2 separate regions of the Mus musculus genome follow, and region 2 is linked to region 1. A link is a contact called in public promoter capture Hi-C data. All regions are on one chromosome and are shown on one strand. Each heading gives the region's core, a stretch centred on a gene start, on an enhancer-like site or on the middle of the called end of the contact. The rest is flanking DNA. Distances are from core to core; before and after follow the strand shown. Region 1 holds the start of Syt10 (synaptotagmin X). Region 2 has its middle 39 kb from the start of Alg10b.

The links. Promoter capture Hi-C pulls out the DNA fragments that hold promoters and counts their contacts.
Region 2: a promoter capture Hi-C map of embryonic stem cells shows a contact between it and region 1, with 2.9 times the contacts expected there. The contact joins the enhancer-like site here to the promoter of Syt10 in region 1. A contact is called at or near these places in 7 of 39 promoter capture datasets (the HPC-7 cell line, the SN4741 cell line, cranial neural crest and 3 more) and 4 of 115 datasets of contacts at active chromatin or transcription factors (embryonic stem cells, forebrain and stem cell-derived neural progenitor cells).

What each region holds. Positions count from the first base shown.
Region 1 is chr15:89,839,599-89,845,552 of GRCm38.p6, forward strand. Syt10 (synaptotagmin X) reads right to left here and starts at 2,262. Exons shown (of 7, transcript NM_018803.2): 1 at 2,021-2,262. The coding sequence starts at 2,171.
Region 2 is chr15:90,182,048-90,188,027 of GRCm38.p6, forward strand. No RefSeq gene overlaps it. Among named protein-coding and RNA genes, the nearest start is that of Alg10b, 39 kb to the right of the region's middle. Within about 2 kb of position 1,269, at least 6 of the 459 cell types and tissues checked have an H3K27ac peak or open chromatin away from gene starts, as enhancers often do. A contact at or near this core is called in embryonic stem cells, where this site is marked.

The DNA.
Region 1 (5,954 bases), core at 1,012-3,511:
GTCACTGCAATGTAAAAAGAACACTGTTAGCTATAACGCACCGGTTACTTTAAAAGTGAACCACTATCATATCAATAAAAGTCACCTACAATGCAGTCAACAGCAACCGTTGGAAGTGCTTTCATGCAGGAGCCATAAAAAAGGGCCCACGTTGTGAGAAAATCCACAGAACAGCAGGCATCTGAGTAGCTAGCTGATATAATTAAACATTTAGCAAATAACCATCAAGTCTGCTTCTATTATCCATTAATATCGGAGCACTAAACTCAGAACCCTTTGCTTTTAACTGATTTCACAGTTTACAAATGAAAAAGCAGAGGACTCTCCTTTATCTTCGAATGTCATGAGTAATTTGTGGACTGTCTTTCTCTAGTGAGAGCTACTGTCTATGTTCACATATCAGACAGGATCTCCCACTTTAATAGTACGTATTGTCCTTAAAGAAAGAAAAATACTGAATTGTTTTAGAGTCATTTTTCTTCATCCCCTTCTCTCCCCCAAATGAATGTCTAATGAGAATTAGGACTACAGTTAAGCACTGTAGTGATTATGAAAACCTCAGAACTCTTACTGCCATTTACATACCATGAAATTTACATACCTCGAATTAACACAATTACACATTTTGGACAGTCGAGAACCGAACCTGTTTTAGCGTCCATTTGTCATGCAATTTCTAACACTGTTAGCCAATGAGAGCCAGGAAACCACCTCTTCGTGTGTAATCGCAAGGGCCAAGAAAGAATAAGAATTAGGGGTATGGCCTCTGCATTGACTATTGGTGATCAAATACATGTCCTTAGAATTAAGTGTTCTCACTTCCTCCACTCTGAACCTAGGCTTAATGTTCACTTAAAGGCATTTTAGACGAGCTTACTCGGTTTACAGAGGTCTTTACAGTAGCAGCAGCACTTTGATTTTTTTTTTTTTTTACATCCTTTGCATCACACACACACACACACACACACACACTCACACACGCGGTTTAAATGGCTTTGGTTGTGTTTATACATTTAAAAAAAAAAGACGCTTCTATCACACTGACAGCAACAACAATGTATCATTCTGCTTCAAGAGTCCCTGGTTCTGATAAGCTCAGACAACCCCCCCTGCCCCCCCCCCCCCCCCCGCCCTGCTTCTGTTGCCATCAGCAGAGCATTTGGAAACCTTGGAGACAGTCAATGTAAACAACCCAAAGACACAGCTAAACCAGACCCATTCCCATCCCACCAGACTCTCCCTTCCTTTGTCTAGCTCTTAGGGTCGATGGTGAAACCATAACTCTTCTTTCATCTTCTGCACTTCTCTCCTGAGCCTGACGTTGCGGTTGCGCTTACCTGTTGCCCTGGCTACCCAGAAGGTAGAAACCCTTGCCTGGAGACCAAAATGACTCGAGAAAACAAAGTGAATGAGACAAGACCCCCCCACGCACGGAGCCAGTGCATCTCCTAAAGCGATCAAGTGACCCTGGGGTCATCTGATTACATCTCTTCCCCCTGATATTTGCTTCCAAGGTTCTGGACGCAACTGGAAAGGATTTAAAATCTCTTTTCCATTTTTTTGACAAGTGTCCTGAGTGCCTGGTGTCAATAGTCCCTACCCTTTCGCCACGGTAGCCAAGAAGCGCTAGAAAATTACATATGCATTATAAAAGGCATTGGAAGCTTTGAAGAGCTCGACAGGTTGCATCTGAAAGTTAGAGCTGAGGGATCCTTCCTGCGTTTGGGGCTTGACGACACAGCCTTCCCTCTAGAACTAGGTTCCTTGAGGCCAAGCGCAGATTCTCCTGCCAGGCTGGGTGATTCTGCTACACCCTGCAGGACAAGCTAGAGCACCGAGTCCCTGGGACGCCAGAGCAGCAGGTGGGAGAGCGCGAGAGCAGCCTGGGAGCAGAGACCTAGCAGGTGCAGGCAACAAATCCAGCGAGCAAGTCCCCCGAGGCCCGGCAAGATAAGCTCCAGCCAGGAAGTCAGCCCCGAAAATGCCCCTTGTCCCGGGAAGCGCAAGCGGATCCCCTTACCTGTGCCACCTCCTCCCTGGCCGCTCCTATCGGCTGGAAAGATGCCCGAACACTTGTCCCACTCCACCTGACCCGCGAAGCACAGCTCGGTGATGATGTGCAGCGCCTTCTGGCACAGGCTGCTCACACCGTCCTCCTTGCGGAAACTCATCTTGGCTTCTGCTCGCAGCTCCGTTGATCTCCCTTGGTCTGAGGCAGAGCCCTAAGAGTTGCGAGTTGGCCCCATGGTTGGCACGGGCGCAGGAGGGCGGCGCGCGCCAACGGACGCTGCTGCCAGGTCTGCGCTTCTCCTCGGAGCGCTCGGAGGCGCGCGCGGAGCCCAGCCGGCGGGGAGCGAGGGGCGGCGGCGCGCAGAACGGCGCCTCCCGGGTGCTGGGCGGCGCGGCCAATGGCAGGCTGGCGCGGGCAGCGGGGGCAGAGGCGACAGTGCCCTCCATACACCTTTCTGAGCCCCCGTCACACTCTTTTCATTTCTCCCTTTCAATCCAACTTTGCTACTCCCTGGTCCCTCCCCGATTCTTTATCTTTTAAAAAAAGAAAGAAAGGAAAAGCTATTCCCCGTTCCAGACCTGCGGATCTTTATTTTTATTTTTAAATAAAAGTAATCAGAAGACAGGTCATGCGAGGTAGAGTGACACCTGTTTACAATTTGTTTTTAAACGACTTGGAACAATGATAGTTTGGGGATAGAGAACGTTCTAGGTAAGAACACTGTTATCACCAGCAGTGAGGTTCATCAGAAGTTGGGTTTACCCGGCACTGTGAACAGGAAAATTTGAATTCACTGTCATCTACAGAACGAAATATGCCATCCATCAGGGTTTTATTTATTGAAATCATAACTCGTGACTGAGAGACGCCACTTGATTCTAGTTTCTTCTCTGCTGGCGGCTTAAACAGTGCGAAGACAAGATTTCTGTGTCAAACGAGTGTGGGGGATTAGGTTCAGTGCAATCAGCTACAGGCGCACTCTTAATTGTAAAGACATTGTTTTGAAGTCTTTTTCACAGCCTGTTAGAACAAAGGGCTTTAATGGGGGGCATCAATCCCCCGACCCCCGTCTAAATTTCTCTAATTCAAGTTGGTGTAAATCAGCAATGAAGCTGAAGATACAAAATAAAATTAGAAAGCAGTTACCCCAGGCTATGATAAAGCTACCACAGGCTATGATAAAAGCAACTACTCAGTTTAAAAACCCTTTCCACACCAGCCCGTGAATCAGATAGTTCTTCACTCTCTGTTTTCCAATTCCAAGTCGCCAGTCTTATCCTCAGCTTTGTAGAAGACCATTTGCTGCTGCCACAAAGTTCTCTCAGCCCCCATTTCCCACAGGATAATGCAGAACTTCTCCTCACTGAATCCCTTTATCTCAGTCTCTAACCCCTGGAGGTACTCCCTGTAAACCCTCTGGCCATACCTGCCTGAGTAGCCAATGCAATCTTCACTTTCCTTCCTGCCTTCCAATCATCCCCAGACCTGTAGCTGACCACCTGCCTGGGGCCCCTCCTAGATCTCTGCCTCTATTTACAGGGAACCACTTTGCTCCTGCCAGGAGAACAGGCAGGCTACCCTCCCTCCAGTGTACTCTCTCAGTTCCACCACTCCTATCTAGCCCATTCCCATTTCTCGGGACAGCTCCCAATACCTAGAAACACTTTCTAACCCAGGAATCCCAGTGACCACCGAAACACTCCTTACCAGGCATACCTCTTAATCTTTTAAAATAGCTACTCCTTGGGGATCAAGGGTTCAAGTCTATGAGCCTGTAGAGACTGTTCTCATTCAAGCCACGACAAGGAGGGGTGATCAAAGAAGGAGAAGGTAGAAAGCAGGAGGGGGGGGGTTGAAGAGGGACACTTAAAGCCATTTGAGGAGTCATATAGAAACCCAATACAGTAGAAGCTTCTAAAATGTACACATATATGAAAGTGATCTAACTGAAATCACCAAATAATGAGGAAACAGAGCCCTACCTGCACATCCCTCAATTAAATGAAACTTCCAAGTCCATGGATAGGTTATAGTTAATGTAGTTATTGTTCAAAGGGTCCCATAGAAGCCCCAAACAACTCAAGCTATTGTCAAAGGTATTGGTGGCTCTCCACTAGATGACAGAGAAGCCATTCCGGTAAAGACAACACCTACACAACTCACTGAAGATGGAGAAGTGGTGCTCTTGCCGACACTGGGACTTCACTCCTATGGACCAGTGTTCATGGTTACTGGAAGGTACGTGGGATGTTTCTGAAGAAGAAAGGTAAAAACCGACCCAGCTACAAACCCTTCCACTTGTAATTGTGACCTGCCTGCAAGATACAATGGGGCAGTAATGCTACAAGCATTGTAGGAATAACCAGCTAGTATTTGATTGGATTTAAGTCCTGCTCCAGGAGATGGAACTCATACCCAACCGTGCTTGGGTGGCCAAGAACCTGAGACTAGAGAGACAAGGGAGTGGGGTATCCTTGTATGAAGACTCCCCCTCCCCAACCCTTACCCAGAATATGTCTCCAACTGGTAACTGCTTACAAATGAAAACTTAGTTTACTCCAACAGAGTTCACTGGTTATAGAAAACATGCTTAGGACAGGCCACACGCTCAGCAGTAGATGATCAATACAAAACTAACTCAATGGCAATTTTGGAAGGTTATTTGTCTCAGGGCTTCTTTTCTCTTTCTTTTTTTCCTCCTGTTCCTTCTCCTCCTTCCTTCTCTTTTTAAACCTTATAGTTGTTTTATATATATATTATGTGTACTGGCTGGTTTTGTGTGAATTTGACATAAGCTGGAGATATCACGGATAAAAGAGCCTCCCTTGAGAAAATGCCTCCATGAGATCCAGCTGTAGGGCATTTTCTCAATTAGTGATCAAGGGTTGGAGGGCCCATCGTGGGTGGTGCCCTGGGCTGGTAGTCTTGGGTTCTATAAGAGAGCAAGCTGAGCAAGCCAGGGGAAGCAAGCCAGTAAGTAACACACCTCCATGGCCTCTGCATCAGCTCCTGCTTCCTGACCTGCTTGAGTTCCAATCCTGACTTCCTTTGGTGATGAACAGCAGTTTGGAAATGTAAGCCTGAATAAACCCTTTCCTCCCCAACTTGCTTCTTGGTCATGATGTTTGTGCAGGAATAGAAACCCTGACTAAGACATTGTGCTTTATGGTTGTATGTTTCATGAAACTTATGTTTGTGTCTCTGCGTGCTTTTTCTTCTTTTACTTTTTCATTGTCTCTTGTTCGTGTTTGTTCCTTTTGTCATATTGCGCTATTAAAATATTTCTGTTATTATTAGTTTTTAGGTGTCTGTTTTCTGACAAGAAAGAGAAAGGGATGGTGTAGAATTTGGTGGTGGTGGGGAGAGAATCTGGGAGAAGCGGTGTGGGGTGTGTGTGTAAAACCACAATCAGGGTATATTGTATGGATATGAAATTTATTTCAATCAAAGGAAAATAGCAGAGAAAAAAATCATTTTCATGTGATTCACTCCCATGTTGTATCCCTAGGGTTTGATTATCTATTATTAGGCAAAGGAGACATAATTTCTGAAACAGAACATGCTGAGCATGTTTGTTTTCTCGTTCTGTTAAAACACAGGATTTTATTTTCAGCTACCAGTCAGTCTATGGTTCATGTCTCCTGGATGGACAATACGGTAAGGCTCACCGTAAGGATTAGGAACAGCAGCACGGTGGGTAAGCATTCATTAGCTGAGTCACTTTTACCTGATTCATAGGAACACTGAGTGGTATGACACAATCTAGAAACACTAAAATCTGCAGGGTTCTTTTGTTTTTGCCTTTTTTTGTTTTGTTTTGGTTTTTGTTCTTTATTGCATAACGAGTAGTGATTTTTAAGACGAGAATAAAAAATAATTTAACAGTTAGTTAAAAAATATTGACTCTCTCCTGAATGCTGGACGTTAAGTAACACATTTTAGT
Region 2 (5,980 bases), core at 19-2,518, 340 kb after region 1:
TTTATTTCTTCTTACAACTCTTAGGTCAAACTCTTGACTGTTGGAAGTCAAGGCAGGAAGTCAAAGCAGAAACCTGCAGGCAGGAACTGAAGCATACATCATGAAGAAGCTCTGTGTATTGCCTTGCTCCTCCTGGTTTACTCAGTTTGCTTTCTTATAGCACCCAGGATCACCTGCCCGAGGGTGGCACCACCCACAGTGGGCCTAGTCCTTCCCAACAATCAAGCATCAATCAAGAAAATACACTACAGATTTGCCTACAGGTGAATATCATGAAGATATATATTTTTTCAGTTAAGATTCCCTCTACCCAAATGTGAGAAATCTTTCCATCTTCTGACATCTTCTTTAATTCCTTTCTTCAAAGACTTTTGTTTGTTTGTTTGTTTGTATGTTTTTGGTTTTTTGAGACAGGGTTTCTCTGTGTGGCCCTGGCTGTCCTGGAACTCACTTTGTAGACCAGGCTGGCCTTGAACTCAGAAATCCAACTGCCTCAGCCTCCTGAGTGCTGGGATTAAAGGAGTGTGCCACCACGCCCCTGCTGAAGTTCTTGATATACAGGTCTCTCACTTGCTCAGTCACAAGATATTTTACATTGTAGCTATTGTGAAGAGTGCTGCTTCCCTCATTTCTCCTTCAGCCTGTTTAACATTGTAGCCTTTTTGTTTTTGAGTTGATTTTGTATCCAGTCAGTGTGCTGGGGATGTTCATCAACTGTAAGAGTTCTCTGGTAGAATTTTTTGGGGTCCCTTATGTAAATAATTATATCATCTGCAAATAGCTATATTTTGACTTCTTTCTTTCCAATGTGTATCCCTTTGATCTCTTTCTAAAATTTGAAAGTGTCACTAACCATCCAAAGTATCCTGAAAACTTCCAAGCCTCTCCATCCTGGGCTTCTATAAAATAAACAAACAAACAAACAAATAAATAAATAAATAAATAAATAATAAATAAGTTGAATAATATCTCCCTCCAAGAGGGGGAAACCAGGGCACAGGTACATTCAAATGACGGCAAAAGTAGAGTCCAATGGTAATAACACATAAGGAACTGGGAATAGTCAGGAGTGTAGCCTCCCCCAGCCTCGAAGCAGGCTGATCCAGACTTTGACCTTGCTGCCACTAAGGAGATTACCTAGGGTGGAGCCTTTCGACTTAGATGGCTCTATTGTTCTGTCACCTGCCACTGCTCTCCTCCAAGACACTGCTACCTGCTGAGAGGCCCCTGAGATATTCTGGAGGAACATCTTATCCTGCATGCCAACAGGCTGGCTCCAGACACCAAGAATGGACTGTCGGGGCGATGGGTCTTCCCCCTTATAAGCACACTCTCTTAGTGAGCCTTAAACGGGGAATCTTCTTGGCTTCATTATATCTCTCTCGACATCTAAGTCTTTTTCAGCCCTAGCCTGCCTCCCAGGTGTACCCAATTCAAGTAGACCACGGGCCGGCATACAACACAGGAGCGTGGTATGCTAGGCATCTTATTTAGAAGTGAAGTAAGCCAAGCAGGATGGCCATCTGTAAAGTGAGATGCTTACCCTTGCGGTTATAAAAGAAATCACTCAGCATCTGTGTCTCTGCAGTTGACCTAAAAATGTCCCGAATCAAAATTGATTTTCCAAGAATGAACAGGGCCAGTTGTGTATCTCTTTGTTTCTCACGAGTGAGTGCTTTGAAATATATGAGAAGAGTATATTATAGTTTGCGCTTAGCAATTTCAATTAGAATTTCGCTTTTGCCCAATTCACTGACTTAATCACTGGGAATGTTTGCTCATACAGACAAGAATTCTGAAGGATAGCCAAACCAGGGAGCTTACCCTGATTTGCTTAAATATCTGTGGGCTGCTCATGCAGCAATTATTAATACCAGACATATGAAAAAAACTTGCTATTCAATATCACTAGATAGAATAATTGCAATTTGAAAACAGAATAAAAAAATTAACTGTTCTGGCTATTTTTCTTAGAACTTTAAAAGAAAGTGTGCGTGTGTGTGTGTGTGTGTGTGTGTGTGTGTGTGTGTATGTGTGTGTGTGTGTGTGCGTGTGCGTGTATGTGTGTGTGTGTGTGTGTGTGTGTGTGTGTATGTGTGTGTATGTGTGTGTGTGTGTGTGTGTGTGTGTGCGTGTGTGTGTGTGTGTGTGTGTGTGTGTGTGTGTACAGGCACTGCAGATGCTAGCTGTAGTCACCCAGTTCCCTAGACCATTGAGTTATTAAATGGCAAGTCAACTTCTGTGTTCATCATGATAGTCTGTTTTGCTTCTATTCATGACCCAAATCTCAAGTATTAAAAGATTTTTTTAAGCCAGGCAGTGGTGTCACACACCTTTAATCCCAGCACTTGGGAGACAGAGGCAGGTGGATTTCTGAGTTCGAGGCCAGCCTGGTCTACAGAGTGAGTTCCAGGACAGCCAGGGCTACACAGAGAAACCCTGTCTCCAAAAAAAAAAAAAAAAAAAAAAAAAAAGATTTTTTTAAATGCTTATTTTAGGCCCAATTTATGATCCTAAAGGTTCTACACAATAGACGGGTCTCTCAGCACTCGCTGCTTTACTGATTTTGTGGTCACAAGTCTCCACCATGCACGTTAGACTACTGTTTTTTTTTTTAAGTCATTCTTCGTATCTTACATGGGAGTCCTTCCTTTTTCTGATTCTCTAGTCCCCTGGGCAATGGGTGCAAAACTACTGCAGAAAACTTATAGGCTGCAATACCTTCATTGTTGTTGTTGTTGTTGTGGCTGTTGTTTATGCAATTGTGGATAGCTTTTGCAAACCTATCTAAAATGCCAATTTAAGGAAAGGACACTGTGCATTGCACTGTGCCTTTCCTTCAGCTTCCTTGACTAAAGCAAGCAATGTGAGGTTTGAGTCACAACGGGTTATTTTTGTCAGCCGCCCAGTTAGAAATGTGCACCCCAAATAAGATTCAGATTAGCAACACTGACTGCCATTGATTAAGCATGGAGATGCACAGTTGAGAATTTGAAGAGAAAGGGGAGGCGTCTGGACTCCTCACTGCTCATCAATGGTTGGGCCCTGCATCTCTAATCTAGAAGCACTACTTGACACACAAGATTGTCATAATTGCTCATGGCTGGCTCATGGGTGCTGCTGATGTCTTAGTCAGGGTTTGCTTTTCACCTGATGGCATCTTGCTCTACAAGAACAGCGATGACTCATATGATTGGCGGGGGGGGGGGGGGGGGGCGGAGGGGATGTAGGGTTTTTTGAATACCTATGCTTATTGCTCACATAATTAGCATTCTGCCATAAATGTCATTTTTGGGTGACATTGCACTGAGCTTTGTTATAAAGGGGTGGGCGACCAAAAGGAAGTGGCCTTTAATCTTGCTAAAAGTTAAAGATGAGTGAGCGAGTGAGTGAGTGAGTGAGTGAGTGAATGAGTGTGTTAGGTCAAGTGTTTGATCTGAGGTCTAGTTATAGATTGTATCAACTAATGAGTATTGAACTGAATTTTTAATATGAATCGGTTTTAAGCCACTTACACTAATGGAAGGCTTTCCTGACACAGAAACATAGCTTTCACATCAAAGGAAGTAAGAGATAGTTTATTCTGGAGCCAAATATCAGTGACTATGGCCCAGGAATATAGATTTAGGTGGCCCAAGGTCTCACGTTCCAATATGTAAGATGTTTCATACAGTTTTTTTTATAGTAACAGAACAAGTGTTTTAAAATATATTGATGGAAATATTTTTTAATATATAAGGGACAGGTTACAGCCAGTAGAGATATCTAGGCTCTGGGTCTAAGATGTATCTAAGAATACCGTTAGCCCTTAATTGGTGGAAAGCTAGGATAATGTTAAGCTAATACTTTCCAAAAAGGTTTCTTTTAATCTGTTAGGTTATTGGGTCAGACTTTATCTTTCACTGACAGAATGTTAAGCCTGACACAGGGTGGGGGGACAAGGAATGGCTATTTAGGGAACTTAAGATAGCTCAAGATAACTGGTAATTAGGCTCTGGGCCAGAGCATCCCATCCTGCCCATACCCCTGAAGTTGTAATCAGTCAATCAGCATTTGCAGGCACAGCTTCTTTCCAAGAATCCTTGGTCACTGCTTCCTTTATTAATATCATCCCTTTGAAAACACCCTGGTCTGGTCTGCAATTGGTTGCTTATTACCTCACACTTAGAAGTTAATTACTTGTCTATCAGACACATCGGAAGGGGATAGATAATGCAGCCACTAGTGGAGCTGGAGATTAGAAGGAGCCTGTTGATGCCTCCCAGTGGGAGTCTGAGGAATGCATGGAAATAAGAACAGACAGAATCATAGATTATCACGGTCCTGAGCATCATTCATGACTGTGGATGCCTGTATGTATCCAGGTACATCTGTTCTGTGCATTTCAGAATGCTCACAATATTTTAGAAAATAAGACTACATTGAGGACTCAGGAGATGGATCAGTGGGTAATGCACTTGCTATGTCAGGAATTTGAGTTCAGATCCCAATAGCCTATGTAAAGCTAGACAAAGGAGCATGTATCTGTGGTCCAATGGCTCCTATCACAAGACAGGAGGAGGAAGAATTCCCACGACTTCATAGGCCAGCTAGCCATGCATATTCAACTGAGAACCAAAACAGATCGCATTCCAAGTGAAATGGATGAAGTAGAAGGTGAGAAATGACACCCAAAGTTATTCTCTAAACACCCATGCTGTGATACACATCTGCCCCCCTCTCTCTCTCTCTCTCTCTCTCTCTCTTTCTCACACACACACACACACACACACACACTTGCACATACATGCATATCACAAATGAACACACAATACACATGGATTTTTTTAAATAAAAAAATCAAATTATTAACATCCAATATAGCCCAAGATAGGCTCTGGCTGCACAACATGTGTGTATTATTCTCCAGTGTTTTGCTTCCATTTGGTACATATAGTATTAAGGGTGTTATCTCTATGGAAAAATAAACACAACTTTCATTTGTGTACTGAGTTTAGGCCTTGAACACAGAATCCTGCTTAGCTTCAGAAATGTTTTCACCTACTGACTGTAACTTAAGTATAATGGGTCCCTTGTTCAACTTGCTGGTCTTTGCCTCCTTAGAAAGAATGGATGGCTATTGTGGCCACAGGGCTGAGACACTTTGATCCCAAGGAAACACATCGTATCTGAATGGTTTTTTGTTGTTGTTGTTGTTCTCAGACTGGTCCTGAGCTGAGTGTCTTCTTTAGATGGTACCCTGTACTCTTCATTTTCAGTAAAACAGATTAACTTTGATGTTTTCTGCCTGGGTCTAATGAAGGTTGTAATGACAATGAGCCCATCAGAGTCGCTGGTGCTTGTTTTAAACTGTGGGCACCCCTAACCATGTCTGAAGAGACTCAAGAACTCATCTTGGAAAATCAAACAACTCTGACAATGACAGGGAGCTGGGGAAAAGCATAGCCTTACCTGTTGCAGAGTATTTGATCACATTGTAAACCCCCAGATTGTGAACTGGAAAATCCTATTTCTCGTGGTGTGACTCAGCCCTAGCACACACCTTTAACACAAGAGCTCTCTGTGAACAAGGGCTAAATAAAATCAACTGTAAGTCAATCGGCAGAGTGAGCAACCACTTGACAGGTTGTGAACACAGGAAAACCCAGGAAAGAGAAAGGATGGTCTTTGTGTTGAAGGGTATTTAAGACAGCCTGGAGGAAAAAGGCTTTTTCCTTATGGGAAGTCAGTGGAGTAGGAAGGTCAGCTGGGTGCTTTCTCTGCCTCTCTGAGCTATCAGGCTTTCACCCCAGTATCGGCTCCTGAGTCTTCATTTGGTAAATTGAGCATTTGGGTTTGGTTTTAAAAACAACGTTCACCTAGTGGTTAGGATGTTTTTCAGATGTCTTCCCTTTCCCTTCCTTTATAAGAAAGCCCTTGAATTTGTAGCTGACCTTGGTTGTTTGCCAGAAGTCATCTCCCACTTTACATGGTGGCTCTT